Linked DNA regions of Ovis aries: region 2 is linked to region 1. Evidence: chromatin contacts called from public Hi-C data. All regions are on one chromosome and are shown on one strand. The core of a region is the stretch at or near the end of the contact, and the rest is flanking DNA. Distances in the headings are between cores, read along the strand shown. Region 1 overlaps RAPGEF2 (Rap guanine nucleotide exchange factor 2). Region 2 has its middle 4.8 kb from the start of PPID.

Evidence for each region. Hi-C and Micro-C count contacts between places; a contact is called where the count stands out from the background.
Region 2: a contact with region 1 is called in a Hi-C map of liver, with 4 times the contacts expected there. The contact joins two enhancer-like sites. A contact is called at or near these places in 4 of 16 Hi-C or Micro-C datasets (hypothalamus, liver and tail adipose tissue).

Annotation. Positions count from the first base shown.
Region 1 is chr17:40,026,911-40,030,920 of ARS-UI_Ramb_v3.0, reverse strand. It overlaps RAPGEF2 (Rap guanine nucleotide exchange factor 2), which reads left to right. Exons shown (of 30, transcript XM_060400663.1): 4 at 2,218-2,301. Among named protein-coding and RNA genes, the nearest start is that of RAPGEF2, 100 kb to the left of the region's middle. Within about 2 kb of position 1,695, at least 12 of the 54 cell types and tissues checked have an H3K27ac peak or open chromatin away from gene starts, as enhancers often do. A contact at or near this core is called in liver, where this site is marked.
Region 2 is chr17:40,505,738-40,509,441 of ARS-UI_Ramb_v3.0, reverse strand. No RefSeq gene overlaps it. Among named protein-coding and RNA genes, the nearest start is that of PPID, 4.8 kb to the left of the region's middle. Within about 2 kb of position 1,286, at least 2 of the 54 cell types and tissues checked have an H3K27ac peak or open chromatin away from gene starts, as enhancers often do. A contact at or near this core is called in liver, where this site is marked.

The DNA.
Region 1 (4,010 bases), core at 446-2,945:
GAACTCAGCACATGGCAAAAACCACACGAAACAAAAGTCAAAGCTGAAGCAGCAACCTGGGGGGTCATGTCACAGCTCATGTCTTCAAAATGATAGTTTTAATAAAGTGCTTCCAGATAAGAAAAAGTCCCACGGCTTGTAGAGCATTGGCTAAAAGTTATGATTTCACAGAAAAAGGAATGGGTAGGGCTTGTGAACATAAGAAGAAAGGTGCTTTTACAATAATAAGAGGAAAAGTAAAAGTGAACTGAGATACAGTTTTTGTCGAGCAGATTGGCAAAACCTCCAAAGTGTGATAAACAACCAGGTTCAGGGATGGAATGCCCTCACCCCTTGCCTCTCTGCACCCCGTCCGCCCTGCCCAGCTGCCCAGCCCGAGGCCTCTACACAGCCTCCATGCCCTTGGCTGAGAAGCCTCACCATCTGGGAGCCACTGGCCCCTCATCCCCTTTGCTCAGATGTTCTGTTTTCAATGAGACCATTGTGCTCTGCTCAGTGAGCATTTAAAGTTATCACAACCCACTCCCATTTTCCTTGCCCTACACACTAGCTTATTCCCCAGATAATGGATTTATAATTTACTAATTTATTATATTTATTGTTTATTTCTTTTATTTATTTTTTAGCTTTCTGGCCATGCCACATGGTATGTGGGTTCTTATTAATAGTTCCCTGACCAGGGATCAAATCCATGCCCCCTGCCTTGGAAGCGCGGACTCTTAAGCACTGAATAGCCAGGGAAGTTAAGTGTGTTTATTTTAGTGTGTATTGTCCAACCAGAATATAAGCCCTAGGAGGACGGGGTCTTTGTTGCTGTTGTTTCCTGAAGTCCCCTCGGCACCTAGAACAGCCCTCATTGAAAATTTGTTAAATATTCATTACATAAATAGACTCCACTAGCACGGCCTTGGGGAGGTGGTAGGCTCCTGAGTTACTCAGTGCTGCTGCTGCTGCTAAGTCGCTTCAGTCGTGTCCGACTCTCCGTGACCCCATAGACAGCAGCCAACCAGGCTCCCCCGTCCCTGGGATTCTCCAGGCAAGAACACTGGAGTGGGTTGCCATTTCCTTCTCCAGTGCGTGAAACTAAAAAGTGAAAGTGAAGTTGCTCAGTTATGTCCGATTCTTCACGACCCCATGGACTGCAGCCTACCAGGCTCCTCCGTCCATGGGATTTTCCAGGCAAGAGTACTGGAGTGGGGTGCCATTGCCTTCTCTGGAGTTACTCAATAACCACCCAATATTTATCAAAGTTATACTGTCTGTGCCCTTTGACTCAGCAGCTACACATCTAGTTACTAATCACAGTTACTCCTGTAGGTGCAAGATCACTTATTACAGTTTTCCTTTTATTTTTCAATGATTGCCTACATTAAAAACCACTGAAATGATGGGCAGTAGGGGCTTGTGTGGCTCCCCAGTGGCTCATAAGTAAGGAATCCCCCTGCAATGCAGGAGATGCAGGAGATGTGGGTTTGATCCCTGGGTCAGGAAGATCCCCTGGAGGAGGGTATGGGCAACCAACTCCAGTATTCTTGCCTGGAGAATCTCATGGACAGAGGAGCCTGGTGGGCTACAGTCCACGAGTGAGTCCACAGAGTGAGACGTGAATGAAGCAGCTTAGCACACAAGCACACACGCAGGGACTTGCTTAAGTCAGATAAGCCACGTCTAATAAGAGAGCTGTCTTCTGATAAAAGACTTCTGCGTCAGCACATAGGAAGGAACGCTGTAGCATATGCCCTCTTTTCTGTCTAAAGAAGGAAAGAGGGCGGAGGGAATGAGTGTTTGTCCATCCTTGTGTGGATGAGGAAGTTCTAAATGATGCCCGCAACTGTGGTAGAGAAATGTGGGGGCTTGGTAGACAGGGGAGATGGGTGGGAAAACAGTTCTACTCTTTACCTCTTTGTAAGTTTCTTTTTATGAAACAAAATAAAATATTTTCAGCTCAAAAATTTAAACTAAAAAATAAAACATGGAATGAAAATGGCACATGCTGTAGCTTTAAATATACTGATAGATATCGTTAGGTTATTTGGCTGTGAAAAATCATTTTTAAAAGTTATTCCAGTGGTTGAAGAATGGTATTTTAGGTACATGGTTTATCATACTTCATTGTTCTTCAGGATTCTGAGGTTAACATGGGTACGATGTGCTTTGTGTGTTTTTATTTCTATTTGTTGGAGATAATCATCTGATGTTATTGTCTTTTCTTTTCAGTCCTGATGACATTGGGACCTGCTGGTACATCCTTCTCTCCGGTTCCGTGTTCATCAAGGAATCCATGTTTCTTCCACGAAGCAGGTATTGTATAGATGTTCTGGAGTAGGTGATCCATAGAGCTTGAAATCCTTTTGCAGAATGAGTATTTTTGCAGAATTCCTCTCTGCTTTAATTTCCTATTCTACTGACACAAAGTAGGGCAGTAGCTTGGGGTGTTGGTATATAAATCTTAAGAAAGGACTCTTCCTGTGTTGTGCACACTCTGTAACGAAGGGCAAGGGTGAAGAACACATCTGTGATATGCTCCGTGAACCTGCCAGGCTAGTTGAGGTCATGTTTTTTCAGAGGGACTAAAGACTGCCTCTGTAACAGGGAGTCTCCTGCACCTCTAACGAGGGGCCGAGGGGGTTCACATGGGCCCATGTGGGGCGAGAAACCCAGCTGGCCAGGGCTGCCCTCACGCCCGTGTGGACTCATCTCTGGGACCCTTCCCCACACCCAGGCTCTCGCTGTGACTTTGGCTCCCAGGTGCTGACTGTTGACTTATGACCTGTGTCGCTGACATCCGTACCATTTGATGGCCTTGTCTGTGTCTTTTCTTCTGATGTTCAGGCCACAATCTGAGGGGTGGGCTGGGGACAGCTGTTACCTGGTTCCAATCAGCTGTGGCCAGAGAGGGTCAGGGCTCCCCAGTCACAAATGAAACTGCTTGTGGGTGGGTTCCTGAGGCCTCCTGGGACCACTGAGTTTCAGGAGTTATTTTTCCCCCCCCGATTGTATACTTTTTACAATTAAATATTTTAATTTTGTCTAAAGATTTTAAAGTCTTAACTAAGTATCTTTATTTAAAATGACTAAACACATACTTTATCTAAATTTATTAAAGGGTAGCAATGGGTGCCTCTCCAAGCTCCACCTTCTATAACCTAACTCTCTTATAAACATATTATGATATATTCTTGATGCATCATTCTGAATGGATGGGGGCATGTGAAGGATGTATTTTCCACATTTTTCTAAGAAAGAGTGTGCAGGATAGGGAGATGAAGTTTTTATCGGCCGGGGGAGGCACAGAGGTGTGGGGATGTGCCGGGATGCCAGAAAGGAGGGCCAGAGGCACCACCTCCAATGGCAGCGTCCCCCAGCCTCCTGGCGGCCGGCATTTCTCTCCTGAGAGAATGGCCCACGAGGGAAGGAAGTCCCGTTGCCTGTTTGTTTGTGGTTCTTACGGTGTAACTGATCCTAGCAGTGGGACGTTGAGGGTGCTGATGGGGCCTTGATCATAACAGAAGTCATAGTTGTCGTGGTATTGCAGTGATGAGAGAACAAGGCTTTGTCAGTAGTGCTTTTTTTTTGCCAGGCATCATTTGGAAAGCTTTATATATAAATCATTTTAACTTCAAAACTGTCCCTTGAGGTAGGTATGGTTGTTACCTGTGTTTCATAACTGATTTAAATGGTAGTGCAGGCTGGTGGGTGGTCATCCATCCTGGAATTCTGCCTGGGAGGCCTGGTGTGACCCTGTGAGAGAGCCCTGTCATCCCTGGGATTCTGTTTCCCAAAGAGATAGAGAATTGACTAGAATACTCTTCTCTTTCCTTCAAACATATGACCTACTATCTGCTCCCTTTCTGGGGGCTCTGACTCTCTTTCTGAACTTGGAAGTGAGTAGAGGCAAAAAATATTTAAGCATTGTTATATGATAAAAATTAAATGTAATTTTAATGTAAAAAATAGTGGTAATTACCATATAAATGATCAAAGAGAAGGAAAATATTTCCTGAAGTCTC
Region 2 (3,704 bases), core at 37-2,536, 480 kb before region 1:
CTGTGCTTATTTATCGCTTTAAGGGAAAGATGCAGAGAAAGAAAAGAAAACAGAGGAAGGAATAAAAGGAGTCCGTCCTGGCTTTCATACTGCAAAAAGCTTGGCTTACAGGAACTAAAAAAAAACTGGCGGAGCAAGAGATGTGGATAAAACATGTTCTGTACAAGCTTGGCTTTCCACTCACAGAAAAAACTGAAACAAACAAACTCCCCTCTTGTGCTGGACAAAAGAGGAGGTTGTGGATGGTAGAAAGTGGGGAGAAAGAGGAAAGGTAGAAATGGACCGGTAGAAATGGTCCTTAACTTGGAGAGTGAGCAAAACAACATCTCTGTATTTGTCAGTGTGCCCTGGAAGTTGCTGTTGTTCAGTCTCCCCGTCCTGTCCAGCTCTTCACGACCCCATGGACTGCAGCACGCCTGGCCTCCCTGTCCCTCACCATCTCCCGGAGTTTGCCCATGTTGATGTCCATTCCATCGATTATGCCATCCAGCCATCTCATCCTCTGATGCCCTTTTCTCCTCCTGGAAGAGGAGGCACCTTCTTTCTTAGATGGGAGCTTGCAGAAAGGAACTCTGAGCCCAGGAGAGGTTGGGAGAGCCAATGACTGGGTTAGGATGCTGAGTTTCTCACTGTATGCCCATGTAGACAGATGGCACTGGGAACCAGAGGTCCCAACCGAAACACTTGCCGCCACACTAGACATTCTCAAATTTAGATCCAACCCTGGTGGTGGGGGAAGGTGGGATACCAGAAATTGGCAAAGATGATGGTATCACCAACCCTTTGGAATAGACAATTCAAAATTGAACTTAAAGGTGAGTTACCAAAAAATAAATTTGTGTTTATACGTTTGCGTGGTTATAGGCTGTGACAAGGACACAGACAACTTCGGAGTAACACCCAAGCACATTGTCAAAGACAGGAAATCAGGAAGGACACCAGGGTTTGGGGAGAAAGCTTCAGGATCTTAGATGTTTAAAGTCAGGCTCTGACAGCAAAATCGGAACTGGTCAACATGTAACTCTTTAAGGAGACAGCACAATTCTGCTCCTAGAGGGGAGGGCTGGTGTTAATAAGGTGGTAATGTGTGGGAGAGAGTACTGAGTTAGGGCCCCTGCTCTGAACCACATAGAGAAATGGCTGATTCCAATACAAGAACAATCAAGAACGGAAAAGCAATATACAGGCTCTGCCTACTATATGTATGACTCTATAAGAATAACTTGGTTTTCTGACCTGGAACATGGAACCAATGGAAGACAGCAGAGGCCACCAGGGGACAGCAGAGTCTACCAGGAGCAGAAATCATCCCACAGACAGAAATGGTGCCTGGGACTCCAGGCCTAAGGACTCCCAGTGTGACATTCTTCTTCTAGGTGCTGGAGGTGACACGACAAAAACAGTATTGATGATCAGTTGACAATAACACCAAGTAAGAGGGCTATGTCTGTTCCTTTTCTGAGGAGAAATAAGATTAACTATTTTCAGTTGCAAAATGTGTAGTTCTCTGATAGACCAGAACCAGTGATAGATACACTGACGTGAACCCAAAAAACCATTGTTAAAATCCAGTTTACATTTATCTAAAAGGACTTCCTCGACATGGATTTTACAATTATCACAAAAATAATAACCAGCACCTACTGCTCACTGCCATGTGGCAGGCTCTGTGCTAAGTGCTTTACATAACAATGTTATTCAGTCTTCAACTTAACTGTGTCATAGGGGATATTAACATCCTATTATCAGACAAATAAGTGCCAATGAGGTCACAAAAGTTGCCCAGTGTGACTCCAAAGCCAATTCAGAATGTATCGGGTTGGTCAAAAAGTTCCTTTGGTTTTTTAAGTAAAAATAAAAGACACATTTTTCATTTTCACCAAGAACTTTATTGAACAATATATTCACTGTTTGGTCCCACTACCTTTTGTCACTTTTCACTCAACTTCATAATTCCATTTTCCCCAAACTTTCTCTCTTATTGGGCAAAGAACTATTAATAGCAAGCCAGGGCTCTGTGGCTTAAACAGTAAAGAATCTGTCTGCAATGTGAGAGACCCACATTCAATCCCTGGGTTAGGAAGATCCCTGGAGAAAGGAATGGCAACCCACTCCACTATTGCTGCTGAGAAAATCCCATGGACAGAAGAGCCTGGCTGGCTATGGTCCACGAGATCACATAGAATCAGACACAACTGAGTGACTATTAATACCAGGTGCCTTTTACAGTATTCCAGGGAATTGAAGTTTTTTCCGTTAAGAGAATTTTGTAAAAACCAAAATAAATGGAAATTTAAAGGCTCATTGAATACAGGGGATGAATTCATAGCCAAGCTGTAACAGTTTTTGCCTGGTCATCAAAGAAATACGTGGCCTTGAATTATCCTGATAGAAGATTATGTGTTTTCTGTTGACTACTTCTGGACACTTTTCATGAAGTGCCTTCAGTTGGTCTGAGGGTAGTACTTGTTGGAATTAATCCTTTGGTCTTCCAGAAGGAGTTCATAATAGACGACTCCCTTTCAATCCCACCATATACACAATATCACCTTCTTTAGATGAATACTGGCCTTTGGTGTGGTTGGTGGTGTTTCATTTTGCTTAACTCACAATCTCTTCTGTTCCACATTATTTTAAAAATGTATTTTATTAGTTCTGGCTGTGCTGGGTCTTTGTTGCTGCACAAAAACTTTCTCTAGTTGTGGCAAGTGGTAGAAACTCTTCGCTGTGGTGTGTGAGCTTCTCATCACGGTGGATGGTTTCTCTTGTTGCAGAGTACAGGTTCTAGGTGCGAAGGCTTCAGTGACTGCAGTGCATGGGCTCAGTAGTTGGATCACTGGACCACCAGGAAATCCATATTCCACATTGCCAAGGTAAAAAATAGTCAAGACCTAAATGTTGTGAGTTATGTTTTATTTGGTGGCAATTTTAGGACTTTAACCCCAACAGACAGCATTTCAAGTGACCCTGAGCGAATTGTTCCGAGGACGCAGGGGTAAGGTGAATCAGGTTATATAGAAGTTTGTAACAAGAGGCAGGTAGTCTGAACATCAAAAGATTATTATTAATTAAGGAAAACCAGATATTTCAAGTTAAGGAATTTAGTGGGTTTTTTATGTATGGGAAGATGTATGAGTCTGGCCTTACTGAAATCATTTCTTTTACGTGTATCTCAGTTATCTGGGTCAGTATCTTGGGATCTGATTTTTTACATCTTTAGTTTCTCGTTTGGTGTAGGGAGGAGTGGCAGCTTGAGGTGGCTCACTGGCTGCCACATAGCAGGCATTGTTCTTCCTGGGGGCACTCCAGGCCCCGAAATTTACCTTTGGAAGGCTAAGGATAGCTGATGGCTATGACATCCTTATTTGCAGATATGGCAGGAAATACACTATTTCACAACATTATGTGCATTGTCCACTCTTCATCACCCATCACAATATATTTTAAAAGCAGAACATTTTCATTACCTTTAAGTAGAGAATCGCATGCAGAAATACAGTCAAGAAGGCTTTTTTTCACTTGTGTGGAAACCAAATATCAAAGCAAATATTAATAATATAACCAAGTTTGTGCAAATGATTTTCAGCTCTTGATTTGGATACTATGAGTATGTCAGCCGTCTCCCACATGGTATAATATTGATTGTTCTCAATTAATGATTTGATTGCTGTCAACTTCAACTGGCTTACCTGACCATGAAGTGT